Regions from separate parts of the Gasterosteus aculeatus genome. Here region 2 is linked to region 1. A link is a contact called in public Hi-C data. All regions are on one chromosome and are shown on one strand. Each heading gives the region's core, a stretch centred on a gene start, on an enhancer-like site or on the middle of the called end of the contact. The rest is flanking DNA. Distances are from core to core; before and after follow the strand shown. Region 1 holds the start of gnb1l (guanine nucleotide binding protein (G protein), beta polypeptide 1-like). Region 2 has its middle 46 kb from the start of LOC120831295.

What was found. A called contact is a pair of places that touch in the nucleus more often than the background predicts.
Region 2: a contact with region 1 is called in a Hi-C map of skeletal muscle, with 3 times the contacts expected there. The contact joins the enhancer-like site here to the promoter of gnb1l in region 1. A contact is called at or near these places in 4 of 6 Hi-C or Micro-C datasets (skeletal muscle, tail fin and whole body).

The regions. Positions count from the first base shown.
Region 1 is chr13:17,515,931-17,522,927 of fGasAcu3.hap1.1, reverse strand. It overlaps gnb1l (guanine nucleotide binding protein (G protein), beta polypeptide 1-like), which reads right to left and starts at 3,276. Exons shown (of 7, transcript XM_040196599.2): 1 at 3,105-3,276. The coding sequence starts at 3,254.
Region 2 is chr13:17,607,079-17,614,075 of fGasAcu3.hap1.1, reverse strand. No RefSeq gene overlaps it. Among protein-coding and RNA genes, the nearest start is that of LOC120831295, 46 kb to the right of the region's middle. Within about 2 kb of position 2,720, at least 1 of the 9 cell types and tissues checked has open chromatin away from gene starts, as enhancers often do.

The sequences.
Region 1 (6,997 bases), core at 2,027-4,526:
GGCCACTTTCCCCTGCCAATACTTCCTCTGTGGACTTTCCCTTCGGTTTTCCAGGCGTCAGCATTTTGCGGGGAATCCGAGTTGCTCACAACAATGGGTCTGTTGTGGTGGCTGCAAGTGAGTCACCCACAAACCCAAATACAAACATGCAAGCAACTCAGGAAGGGGGAGACAGGTACTGTAAACAAACAAGACGGTGGCAGGATGTCTTTCTAATCTACTTGCAAGGACCCTTAAACTGTTCCCCTCCAACAGAGAGTGGCAGTGGTGAATGCAGGGACACTGTCTGGGGCAGCGGCCGTAGGGAGCTGAGGTTGGTGGGATCCTCTGGTCGCAGATCCTCAAGGATCTTGCTCTATTAAGGTCTCCGAAACACTCCCGGACCAGCACTTCAATGAACATAACAAAGGTTTTTATAAAGTGATGGAGTTATAGATGACAAGTACCCAATAGGTCAGTGAACTGTCTTATTAAACGTGTCCAAGGGAAAAGCCCCAGGCACCAGCAAGGCCTCATCACACTTGTGTTGGACAGGGCGTAATAAATCAGACTGACTGATTAATATACCTGAGCTGGATGTGGGAGCCAGTGGGAAGATTCGGGAGAGGAGGATTGAGGCTCCTGCTGGCTCTATAACAGATAAGACAGCTCGGGGGTAATCTGACTCTAAGTCCGCGGATAAAGGCAGTTTGTCTCTTCTTGGGCCGTCTGTCCACACCTACTGGGTAATTAGGCCTAATTATGAGAGAAAGGTCCGCTTCCCCTTCATGTTATTAAATAAGAGCCAGCCTCGTATGCCAAGGATCTCTCAACACCAGCAAGGGGCTGGCGACCTTCAGATCAAACGCAGCCACTATCTATGCCCCCCCGCCGCCCCGACTGCAGCACCCGTTCTCCTCCTTCGACATTGCTGGACATACGAGGGAAGGAATAGAGGGTATTCGTTACGATATGGGGCATCAAAGTTTTTTAGGAGAGGTGAAGGGAGAGGCCTGTCCACATTCCTCGCTCGGCTCTTTAGTGCTGGTATCATGTGATCGGCGGCTACCCACCTAAGCTGCCCTCTTGTCAAATTCTGCCATTCATAAATAAGAGCACGGAGGGAGGGGTGTACTGATCACAGGGGTTTATTATAGAAGCTTTATAATGCCCCCCCCCCCCTCCCCGCTTCACAGAGGCCATTATGGAGGCATGGGAGCCCAAGATCCCCTGCTGGTATGTGCCTCATCAAATATGAGATCTGAGCTGCATGATGAAAACTGCAGAAGAATGGACATAACTCAAAAGCTGCATTCTAGATAGAACAAAAAGCCAACTCGTCGCACCAGTAGTATTTCTTTTTTCTATTCTTTGCCAACAAGCTTTTAAAAAAGGAGGAAAAAAATGGCCTCAATGTGTCCATTGCTGCTACATCTTAATTCCTCAGCTATTAGTTCTTATCTGCGGTTTTCCTGCTTTTGACCTTTTTTTTTTGCCAAGGGGCCACTTCCACCTCGCTGGCTGGTCAGTGGGTGGTGAGCCGGCTATACGATCATCAGTCAGCCTTTCCGCTCCCCCCCCGTATAATACAGATCCTCCTGCGGAGGAAACCAAAGTGCCAAATAGAGAGCGAGCTCCATTATAAAAGTCCAGTTAGACAAACAACATGGGAAGTGGCGGGGAAGACACACGCCCTTTATTGTGTCTTGGTGGGGTTATCTGGACTGGATAAACAGACCAGCGTCACATTGCGGTTGAAGTAAGACACAAGTGCACCAACACCCACTGTCAGTCACAGATCCACTGAGTGGAAAGAGGTGGCATTGTTTGCGTGAATGGCGTGAATGCTAAGCAGGGGCCATTGCAGATAAGAGCTCAATGCCTTGTGGTTGTCATTGAAGCAGGAACTGATTGAGCACCGTGTCAGAGGGTCCAGATTTAGGAGGTCCTGGCTGTGTTCAACAGGTACCCGGAGCCTTATCTGTTTGCATTATCACCCATTTCCTCCATGAGGTCATTTACCTGGACACTAGAGGAAAAAAAGAGACACAAGAGAGTTGACAGCGCCAGTGTCTTCATTATGCATCTCCAAACATTATAAAGGAGTAATGGGCTTTTGGACCAATAGGGAGTTTGTCCATACGGCTAAAATATGAACACGAGTAAATGTTCAGTGTGTCACAATCTCGAAAAACACCTCGAGAGGACAAAGAACACACGGAAAACAACAAGATGTTACACTTCGTCAAGCAGCACGTCGCCCCCAGTGTTACAACTGTTAGTCAACTTCAGGGATGTGATGAGTGACTGCAGACTAAGTAATGCATGGTGAGATGTTTGACCGAGTGCTGTTTGTACATCGTACAACTGTCTCTGTTTCGTTTCCGGAGTTCAGCAGGAACTTAAAAACGCACCTTTAACTGAACAAAGCGGTGGAGAAAATATTACTCGCACAACCAAGTTGGGAATTTGTCCATTTTTCTGTGAGTGGAAGCTGGATAAAGGAGATCATTTCCTCTAAATTGGCTTTTTGAATACGATAGATAATATGAATACATATAAATAAACAGGTGTAGAAATAGATTCCAATTCCACCCTTGTTCATTAACAGTGAGGGGAGAAATTCAGGAAGAAACAGACATTTTAATCTAACGTTATAACTAAACTAAGCCTGCAGTGCAGCCCCCTTCGTAAGATGATTATAATAGATGATTTTAACTTCCCAATTACAAAGGTTATAAATCAAGTACTCTGCATTTTATTAGAATTATTTGATGGCTCTCGTTTTTTCTTATTTTACTATTCTCAATTGTGAAATACAGCACGCGACTCTTTTGAGTCATCGGGACATCTTATTATTACCAACAGGGTTCATTGGTCAACGTTAGAATACATCATCCACAGTTAAATAAGTTGTAAGCACTTCACGCTAGCTTAATTTAAATTGCCAGAAGATAAAAGTTAGCAACAAGCTAGCAACTCACGACAACAAACGCCAACAGACGCATTTACATGTTACACCTCGTTTTGACGCTATTGGCGTTATCGCTGGGTAAAGTTGTGACAGTACAGTAAAAACATAATGCTTTAACAAAACTTCACAAAATACCAGTTCAGTGACACACCGTTTGTTTGGGGTAGTTGTCAGAAGCTGTGAGAGGAGACGATTGAAAACATGCGCCGGAGCTGAAGGACCCTCCGTTTAGAGGAGACGAGCTGCCCGTGGAAGTGCCTGTATAGAACACGCAATCTCTCTCACTAAACAGCGTGTTCATCGCCAATATCTCAAATGTACGGTATGTGGTAGAAAGTGAGTCAAAGGTAACATATTAGGTCATTATAGAATTGATATACATTAACAAATATATACAAAATAGCTGAACAACCGTCTAACATGTAACTAAATTTAATTATGGTGACTTACATTGTCACTTAACAAGAGAATTGGAAAATTCAAACTACCAAAACGTTGAGAATACTAACCGCTCAGATACATGCTCTTTTATAGTCCTGCTCTTCTGTTACGGGATTCTAGACACCCAGACTACCTAAAAAAAACATCAGAACTGAATGATAAAACTCACAAAGCCATACAATACCGCAAGAACAGGGGAGTCTTTATTTCTTCATCCTTTTCAGTCTAATGGAGAAAGAGAGACAGAGAAAACACAGGGCCTAATCCACAGAGCACACATACCCCTTTCATGAGAGTACTGGGAGAGACCTTTATTTGTCCATTCCTATCATGGAGAAAGCGAGTTTCAAGCTCGGCTAGGTCTGAGCTGGAAGATTAGATGAAACCAGAGTGTTTTAAACCTCTTTTGTGGCCGTGGATTAGAGTCAGCCAGTCCCCCTGCACTCTGAAATGAAACAATAAGGGGTATATGCAGGTAGCTCAATGCGAGAAGGTGAACAACATTTGGAGTACTCTGGGTTAGAAACCTAAATGATCTCCTTGCAACAGAAAATGATAGCCCTCATTTAACTGGAATATCTCCTGTATATATGTGGTTTATTTTGGGAAAGTTGACATTTTGGCCCAAGCAACCTCCATCAGGGACACCTTCCTAGACAGACTACGATTATACTAAATGAAACATATTTTGGATTTGGAGTGGAGCATGATTACCAGTGTACCTAATTAACTAATGAGCTTAGTGAAATACACGAGCACGTACTGACATGCATCAAAAGGGTGAGTCTGCGTTGTAGAGCGGCAATGGGTTCAAACCAATTAGTGCAAATGGAGATGGCAGCACAGCAACCTCTCAGCAGGAGGTGGGAGAAAGAGTCTTCTGCCCTGCCTGGACCGATACCATGGCCGGCACCATCATTAATTATTCCTGGCATCTCAGTTTACCCAGGGGCAGGGAGGGTATGTCGGACAATGCCAGGGTGCACTTGAGAGCTGGAGCCTTGGTCTCGCTGTGGGTCCGAGGAGGAGGAGGAACAGGAGGAGAGGGTGGGTTGATAGGGCTGGGGTGTGTATACAGTATCATCCATCCAACCCGAGAGACTGCGTGGTAAGGAAATCCCTGGTTTCCCACTCTTGCTCCCTCTCCCTCCCCGCCCCCCCACCGTGGGGGCAGGCGGGTCACTTTACAGATCATCACCAAATTAGAAAAAACGCGGGTCAGCCCGAATAACAGCCAGACCGCAGAGAGGTAGAAATAGACGGGAGTGATATGATGCAGTGTCCTCTGTCATCGTGCAGCGTAGAGGATTTCACTCTATGCCGTGGAGGGCAAAAGGCCAGGCAGGAACGCAGGGCAGTGCTTATATATACTATGAGTCCTCCGAGATGGACCATAGAGTAATAAATGCAAAGTCGCCGAGCGCTACTGTACCAAGTGACCAGCATGTAAAATGTTCTTTACTGAAAAAAACTGACTGATAGAGTATTTTTTTAAATCGTCTTTCATTCAAACAGAACTCCCAAAAAAATTCTTCAAAAGTATAATTGGACACTTGTGGTAAAGTGCGGACTCACTTACTTCAGACACGAGAGTGGTATTAATCCTGTTTAACTCTCAACTCTAATTCTAAAAATTGCATTCCCCAAAATGTCTACATAAAGGAATAGCAAACCCAATTTGAGATATTTTTGTATACAGTACCAGTCAAAAGTTTTCAATAGAATGAGATATATTGACTAAACCTCTACGTCTATGGAGTCTGGATGAGGCCAATGCCACTTTAGATAAGGAGACGAATCCTTCATCAGAAGGACCTGGTCATTTTGTTTCAGTAGCCACAATGCAGCAGTAACAAAGGCAAGTGATATTAAGTCTGTTTTCCATTTGATGTGTCTGTTATTTTTTATCTCACACTTGCTTCTACTTACAACAAGTAGACGCAATAGACCTATTCCGTCATCCGAACACAACATCTTAATTGGAATACAGTTTTTGATAGACATATTTATGTATATAATAAATAAATAATGCACGTGCATGGGCAACCTCATGTCTCCCCGAATTGTTTAGGTGTCAGCGGACGAGTGAGCATTGAGTTATGGGAACGGAGGGAGAACCCACTGGTGCAGGTATCATAACATGGGCCCGGCGAGGCCTCGTGTTTTCCTTGGGCATCTTTGCAGGTGTGAATGGAGAGATCTCAGGGAGGGCGAGGAGTGAACGGCCTGTCACTTTGAGGCTTAGGCCAAACAAAGCTTAAATGAATCAGTATGTAGCGGGCAGGACACACAGGCGCTATCAGCACCACTAAACCACCCTCCCTCGGAACAGTGAGAAGGGGAGGCATCCAGTGTCAAAAGTTAATAAACTTATCAGTTTGGTTTTTAAACGCCTCTTTAATAATGAGGCTGTTGTTGCAAGGATAAAAGAACATCTCTGACCCTAAAACAAGTTTTTCAGAGCGTAATCACAAATTACCCTCCATCTTATACACAAATGCACGTAAAGGTGCATGTGATAAACAATTTGTCTTAATGTCACATGCAAGTCATTATATTTTTTATATATAAATGTAGATTGTAGCATTTCATAAGCTTCGGTGAAAGGCATGACGTCTGGTTGAATGCTTTCTATTAAATACGCTTTAACAGTTGCTTCTTGTCCTTTGATTTAAATAATTATCACACGCACTACCACCTCAATCCCACTCACACACAGACAGGAGGCCGCGCAAGCCATCGCTCATCAGATCAGTGACCAACAAATAAACACAAGCAGGCACGACTGGGAGCGCCAGAAGCACCGCTAGCAGACACAGTGCACGCAGAATGTGTGTGCGTGTGTGTGTGTGTGTGTGTCTGTGATTAATTCACGTGGCTCGTCCCAACACACACACACACAGCTTTTAATGGCTAAACAGGAAAGACAGAATCCATCAGAGAGGCATCGACAGCAGCCGGGGGGCGAAGACTGCATGCAGTTCATCTGCATCACAGGACAGGATCGTCTCTGCAGCTCAAACTCTGTGTGTGTGTGTTTGTGCGTGTGTGCATTCTTCCTGCAGTGCAGGTTTGTGGATCGTCTGAAACTGCCATCTGTGCCAGCGGTACACGCCGATCAGGCTCAGGCAGGTCCCTATATAGTAAATCTTCTGCCAGATGTTTTGGGTGCACAGTGGGAAGACACGATGGCACTGGAAGGTTCTTTGATTTATGTGATGTGACTCACACTGACAACACCAGCGCAGACACAGTCACAAGGAAACCGTCTCTGCTCAGCTGGTGTTTGGAGAGTCTATAGTGTTGTGTGATAAAACATTTGGTGCAGATCCTTGATAAATTCATTATCACCAACAATACCGGTTCAATTATTGTGAGGTTTTGAATGTTAGACCGATCAAGCATAAATCATGTACTCATATTTTTAGCTCCATAAATGAAGATAAGCCAGGCATAATTATTTTCAATAAAGCTGACCAAATGGAAATGTATCCCTCTGGTGAAAAACGGTCAATAATGTTCTTGGGCTCATTAAAGTGTTTTGATGAAAAAAAGCAAAGCTGATCAAACGCACACAGGTTCAGGGTTTGTTAGAGGTGCCAC
Region 2 (6,997 bases), core at 1,471-3,970, 92 kb before region 1:
TGTTGACAGCGAATCCCATCCGTGCAGGAACAAGCCAATCACGTCTCGGCATCTGTCATCCCCGGCACACAGGGCTTCCACTCCCCTCATAAAGGCCTTTGTTTCTGTGACCTTAGTGACCTTTAGCATTTTTTTAATATGGAAAGCCTGATTAACTCTCCCAAAGATAGGACATGAAACATGTTGGTGCACATAACTTGTTACAAAGGATCACATGCACTTTAAATAGAGAAAGAAGTTGAAACAACTCAAACTGCTACAGCAACAATATAACATTTTAAGTTTCAATTCAGTGTAAAAACCACAAATGTTTAGTGATCTGTAGCTTTATACTGTCAGTAGTTTAAATACATAAGAAATAAGGTCATCTCGTGTGTCACAATTGGTACCTGGAGCATTACTTGGCACCTTTTTATTGATCATATATCAAAGTTGAAAAGAATTTCTCCAAAACTGAACTGAATGAATATAATAAATTAAAACTAACGTAAACTTCAAAAATCATGGACGATTGCCTGAATTGAATTGTTTAAAAATAGGTTAATGTTATACAAATTTCATTTTGATTTTATAGTATATAACATCTGCAGAAATGGAATCAATTACAGAATTGTCTAGTTCTATATTATGAGGCACAGCTGTAAGCTGAACTTCTATTGTGTTTTCATCAAGTTCCAGATTGTTCAGATAAGTAAGATAAATAAGTTCAAAATGGTCTTGTAAAGACTAAAGCTTGTCTTGAATCACAGTGTGAAGGAAACAGCCACATCCTTTAGCTTGTATCTTTTTTTCCCCCTTTGCTTTGAACGTGTGCGAATCATCAAGGCACAACAGCGCACAACGACGCCTCTGCTCGAGTAGTTGACCTAAGACAAAGGAGCAGTGAAAGAGAGGCGGGGGGGGGACGGGGGAGGGCGGCCGAGGAAGCCACCGAGCTCCAACCAGAGTCCGTCAGAGCGACTTATCTTTCGCCGCCTTTATTAGTCTCTCATATCTTGGCCTGCACCTGTCTTTGAAGGTCCAGGAGTTTGGTTAGCGCCCCCCCCCCCCCCCCCCCCCCCCACTCACCTTAACTCCCCTCCCTCCTCTCCAGACTCCCCTCATCTCGTGAGGACTGAGGCCCGGGGATCCCCATTCATGGAGGATGATCGACACAGCGGTACCTAGAAGAAAAGGCAGCTGTGATGAGAGAGAGAGGAGAGCGGACCCATGTCCCCTTTGTGCTTCTAACCACCTCCTCTCTTGTCTTCCCCGGCTGTGTCCACACAATAGAGGCTTAACAGGAGCTGTCAGCGTGCAACACTAGTGTGACCACCGTGGGCACCGGGGGGTTAGCCGGGATTGCATTAGCCCCGTGTTTGTATGGCACTGAAAGCCAGACGGCTACAGTTAAACCAAGTTTTGTAGTGCTTTGTAAAGACGGCTTTCAGCGCCTTGTTTACCCGCACTGCACTCCAAAGGGACGGAGAGAGCGGCACGTTGATGAAACGCTGGGGTTTTAAAATGCTTGAAAAACAACAAAAAAGAAATAGGTGTTCAGTGTGGGGGGGGGGGGGGGGGGGGCTCCACTTTGCACCTGAGGTTTGATCAATAAAGTCAAGTGATGACACGTCAATTTGCAGACGCGGTGAGGCCATGAATGGCGGCGCTGAGAGATGGCGGCAGGTGAATTGTTCCGACAGCGGATACAGTGTATCAACGTGCTGCTGTTAAGTGTGCGTTTATCCCCCCCGCTGCCACTCAGTCAGTGTTTTCTTACATTCGGACCTGTATTTAACCAGCGCTCGTGACAGCGATTGTCTTTTGCCATCCCCTATTGTGCTTTTGCTGTCGTGACGATGTAATGTTTATGAGTTAGTGCAGTGCACACACGGCCACAGGCCAGCTGCAGCCATTGCTAGATGCTTGATACATGTAATTAAAACACAAAAGCACATGAGAGCATGAGGTTGCGGATACAAAAGGTGGTGGGCTGGTTTGATCAGATACGGTTGAATCGCTTGGTGATTTTAATTGTTACAAAACAATAACTGGGCAGGTGTCTCAGCAGGAAGGAATTAGGAGAACACGCGTACATGCGAAGGATAATCACAAAAGAGGGACCACCTTGGTTGCTCCGGTTCTAGCTGAACTTTGGGATTTGGCTTATCGTTTCTTTAAAGGGGACATCATTCGAGTCATTTAAATTCATAAAAAGTGACAAATGCCACTCGTGCATGTAAAACATGAATTCAAAAATCCAATTCTATTTTTCAGAGATTTAAGTGTTGTTCCCTCACCATTAGATGGCAGTGATGCATAGCACAGCCCTTTGATCTCCTGGAAGGAGATCTGCTCATTTCTGCCTAAAAAGGCAGATAAAATGTTTGCCTAATCATTGGTGTGTTTGAACCAGTGAGTCAGCACTATTCTAAATATATGTCAATCTCTCTGCCTGCTCCTAATATTCATAAAAAGCTTTTGAAGTCTCACCTGATAATCACAGCGCATGTGTCCTCTTTTGATCCTCACCTGTGATTTTCGACACGGAGGATGAAACAGAGGACTTCAGGCAGGGTTACTGTAAGCGTAGGATCAGATCGCACATTCCGAAGCCGCCAATAAACAAACAAACAAGTCATCGGAAACACATTTGACGGAGAGAATAACTGCCGTAGCCAATTGCACGGCCTGTGGTCTGGCTTTTATCAACACAGATCAGCAGGGGCCTTTGGTCTGCAGTGCACACGTGGATCAAACCAGTGTTATCTGCAGGTATTACTTGCTGTGTTTGTGTTATCTAAGCTTCCAGGGGGCTTTATTGCTGCGAACAGTGAGGCCAGGTGCCCCTATTTATTCAAGATTAGGATTATTTGGATGTTTAAATAAGAGTCTACAGTTTGACTCACTCACAGGGCTCTGAAATTTGTTTTCAACAAATGCACATAACCACACAGCCATTTCTCCAGCGAGCTCTTGAGGTGACCTTTAGGGTCTTGCTGGGGGAAAGTAGATAGTTCTCAGCAGATTGTAACTTCTTATTGTAGTAAAAATATTAGGATGTTAAAAAAATAACATCCACACAAACTTGTTGATTCTACATTTTGTGTAAAATTGAACCAATGAAATTAAGAAATATAGCATATAAACTGAATATAAAAAATTGTTATTGTTGAGTATTAAAGTATAAAAATGCACGCTTACGCTAGAATTAAATTACACTTGAACTATAAATGCATAGTAATAATGGGTGAAGACCGTTTAAAGGCCGGATTGCACGATCAACGCGTATTTCAAGTCACACCACCAGCACACGAACATGTTGCAGAAAGATGCACCACTATCTGGGTCAAATGCAGTTCAACAGGAACCACGTGTTTTAAGAATAGCATGTCCAGACCTAGAACTATGCCAATCGCCTATATGCAAATCATCTGGCAAACATCCTGATATATAGAACTCATGAACAACGGAGGCGTGTTGATCCGAGAGCCTAGAGGGATGGACATCCCTGTGCTCCAATGGGGCTCTCCGAGGGTTCTAAGCAGGAGCCGCCTCCGTCTTAATAACCATATAACCAAATAATCAAAAATGCTCTTAGAGACTATATAATACGAGCGCACTTTGTATTAACCGCCTTTTTTCATGTTGTTAAACTGCCTGAAATAGGTCCGTGCACGTATAACTGCAGCACAGAATTCTCTTGTTGCAAATAAGTACTTGTTTTGCTCGAACGACATTATCATTTCATCTTGTTACAAATGCTCTAATGGACGTTTTTCACTCCCCTGAGCTCTACAGGGGATTTTTGCATTGCATTATTTGGGATGTATGGCCTGCAACTTCAATGTTTTGCTTCAGCTGCTGCAGACCGGTGTTCTCAAGGAATTATCTGTGATAAACGCGTTACCAACAAAGCACCAAACAGCAAACAAACAAGGTTAGCAACGAGATAGTGGAGCATGTAGCAGCCACAGAGACATATACTTTCATTTAGTGGGTAGACTCTGAAAACTAAAAGAGCTAAAAGGTGGATGAGTATTACATTTACCTGCATGATCTGTTTTCTTGCCCCAGTGGCTCTAAAAGGCCCAGGTATTTTTTTAAATGCACCTGCATTTACCTTTAACATATTAAAAGGGCGCCCACTAACGAAAACTGCACAGCAACTTTCTTTTTTCAACGTGGGTACTGTTGTACTGGTGATTTGTACTCTGAATTAAAATTATGAAATTACATGTCGGACTAAACAATATTTCTAATAAAAATCCAGCTCCAAAAACAATAACTTGTGTTTTAACCTCCACTAAATCTGCTTACCGCAAAAGCAATCTGTTCTCAATCTGCCGAGCAGTTTATGACGTAAATTCATGTTTATTTCTCATCCATATTCTCCTCAACTGCCCGGCAACCAGACAGACAGTGAGTGACGGACGGACGGCCACGTGGTCAGAGGGCGAGATGGGAGAGCAGCGACTGACATCCATCCAGCCCCGTTTGAGCCACATGTCCCCGTCATTCCCTCTCAGCCAGGCAGAAAAAGCCTCGCGCGTGTCTCTGCACGCCGTGAGCCGCCGAACGCCGTGGTTCTCCTCCCCGTGCGCGGGGCTCTGAACCTAAACCCTTTGGCCAAGTGCAAGAGAGGCATTAGGGCCCATGTCAAAACAGCTTACAGCCAAGCAGCGTGCTTCTAAAAGGCCTGGGCCCATTCATGGAGTCATTCAAAGTGACAGCCCCGTGAGCCCACTGCTCTCCGACAAACCCCGTGCGACGGAGAAGGGGAGGGCTGGTGCTCGGCTAATGTCAGCGAGCGCGGCATCGCTCTTTGTTAATGTTGGAAGCCGAGGCCCGGGTTTCCCTTTCAAGAGAAAAGGTCAGCAGCAGCCTGCGGGGAGCGCGCACGTGCATGAAGTGGGACAGGTACCGACCAAGCTCATTGTTTCATTGAACCTGTTTACATCTGAGCTGAGTCACTGGCCTTGGAGGAACCAGCCACTTGCCACATCGTCTATCCGCCAACAAAGGGTTAAACTAAGAGCGGGAAGGGATAATTGCTGCGGTCACGTGGGCAATCTTTCTTTTTGCCAAAAATGCTGTTGGTTGACATCAAACTGTACACAAAGTCCTTTGAGACAGAACCAACAAACCGTCCAGCATTGGACGCTTCTGTGCCAATGTGACTCACGGCAACCGTTAACTGCAGCTTCCGTAAACGGAGCACAGGCCTGTCCTGGTTAAAAGCTGTGACGTGCACGAATGCTGTATCACATTCCTGCTAGTTGAGCTTGTATTTATTGTCAAACAAACCGAGTAGTTACCATATTGCACCTGCATCAAGTACGCCGCTAAACCTCCAGTTTGTAGCATTAGCTTTTGGTGGGCGTTTACATCACAAAAGAAATAATACCAAATTAAATTATTCATTAGCAACATTGCTCTTAGATTTGTTATGAAACAAATTGCTAATCAATACATCTTGATAAAATTTGTCAGTAAAACTGTACATATTGTGTTAAGGCGTGAATAAAATATCAACCCCTCACTTAATAGCCAAGCAGGCTAACCTGCTAAAAACGTTTTGAAGCAGACGAAGGGTCATAATAACATTTTGAAAGTGTCTTCCAAAAATATGGCTACTTAAAAGCAAAAGGGAAGGAGAAGCTGTGAATTATTATTTGCGATCCTTTTCGATTGTGCTCATGGACGTTTTCAGCGTTTCTTCCAGTCGTCAGTCAGTCAATGTTTCCTGATTCACAGTAACCTGTGCCTTTGACCCCTTGACCTGTTTGGCTGTTTGTAATGTTGCTAAACAAGGCGTTGAAGGTTCCTCTACCCGTCACTTTAGATGAATGGAACAGGACACAAAGGCACCTGACGAGTAAGTTTCAGTGTGACATTACTGGTATGTGTACGGCAGCAAGGATCCAATATCACTCTCTGCTGAGCAAGAGACAGATTGTCCGGGCAGGCTAAATAAACGGGAGATTAATCTGTCTTCTTGCTGCGAGCTGACAAAGTCAGTCATGGATGAAATCGAGGGTTTTGACAAGTAGTCTTTCAAGATGAAGCCCTGATAGCAAAAACCTGAGGTGGGAACCTTGAAATGACTGCAAACAAATCACAGAGTCAGCCTGACATTGCTATTTTCATGTAGGTGAGCATAACAAAGGGAATGTGTTAGGAATGCTAGTTTGTAAATTGGATTGCGTTCCACCTTTTATTTCACAATTCATTTTATTCTTGAAAAAGCCAGTTTCAAGCTGCATTGACAGCCATGAAATAGCTTTTAAGCTCAGGTGGGGGGGGCAGCCCACTGTCTTTATTTACAGCCTCAAATGTTGCTCAGATAACATCTGTGTGAGCCATTTGACACTTTACCGGAGTAAGAGCTGCAGCAGGTGTCAGGGGAGCCACACAGGCAAGCAGCAGGCTTGTCTTATCAGACGAGGCCCTGCGCTGTCAGCGCAGGGAGTGTTAAGTCTGCCGCATCACACCGACGTCGTCCAGACACCCGCAGACGGAAATAAAGAAGGGAGCGATTGTTGTCTAACTCCTTCCTGTTTAACGACCGCCTGAGAGCTCGCGTGATTGAATGTCACATGCAAAAGAGCGAAAGAAACTGTAAACTACAGAAACAGTATTTCACTGTTAACAAAATAGGACTTGACTTAAAAAGAAAAGACGAAAGAAAATCCCCACAAAAGCAAACAAAGCATAAACCCTAAGATTGTGTAGCAATTACTTAGGATATTGTTAGAGAGTTCATTATTCAATTATAAAATCCACCACACATCTTTGTTTTTGATTTTTTTGTCACGGTCAGTAAATCTAGAAAATCCTGATCCCCCCCAATTCCAAGCCCTTCAGTAGGACAGCCAGTAAAGTTCCACTACAAATACATGCATTTCACTTACTAACTGACCCTTTTTGGGATGACATCCTGTTCCCAATGTGCATGACTAAACACACATGTTCAAGCAACACACACAGAGACATAGCAGACACAGGTGGATTTCAG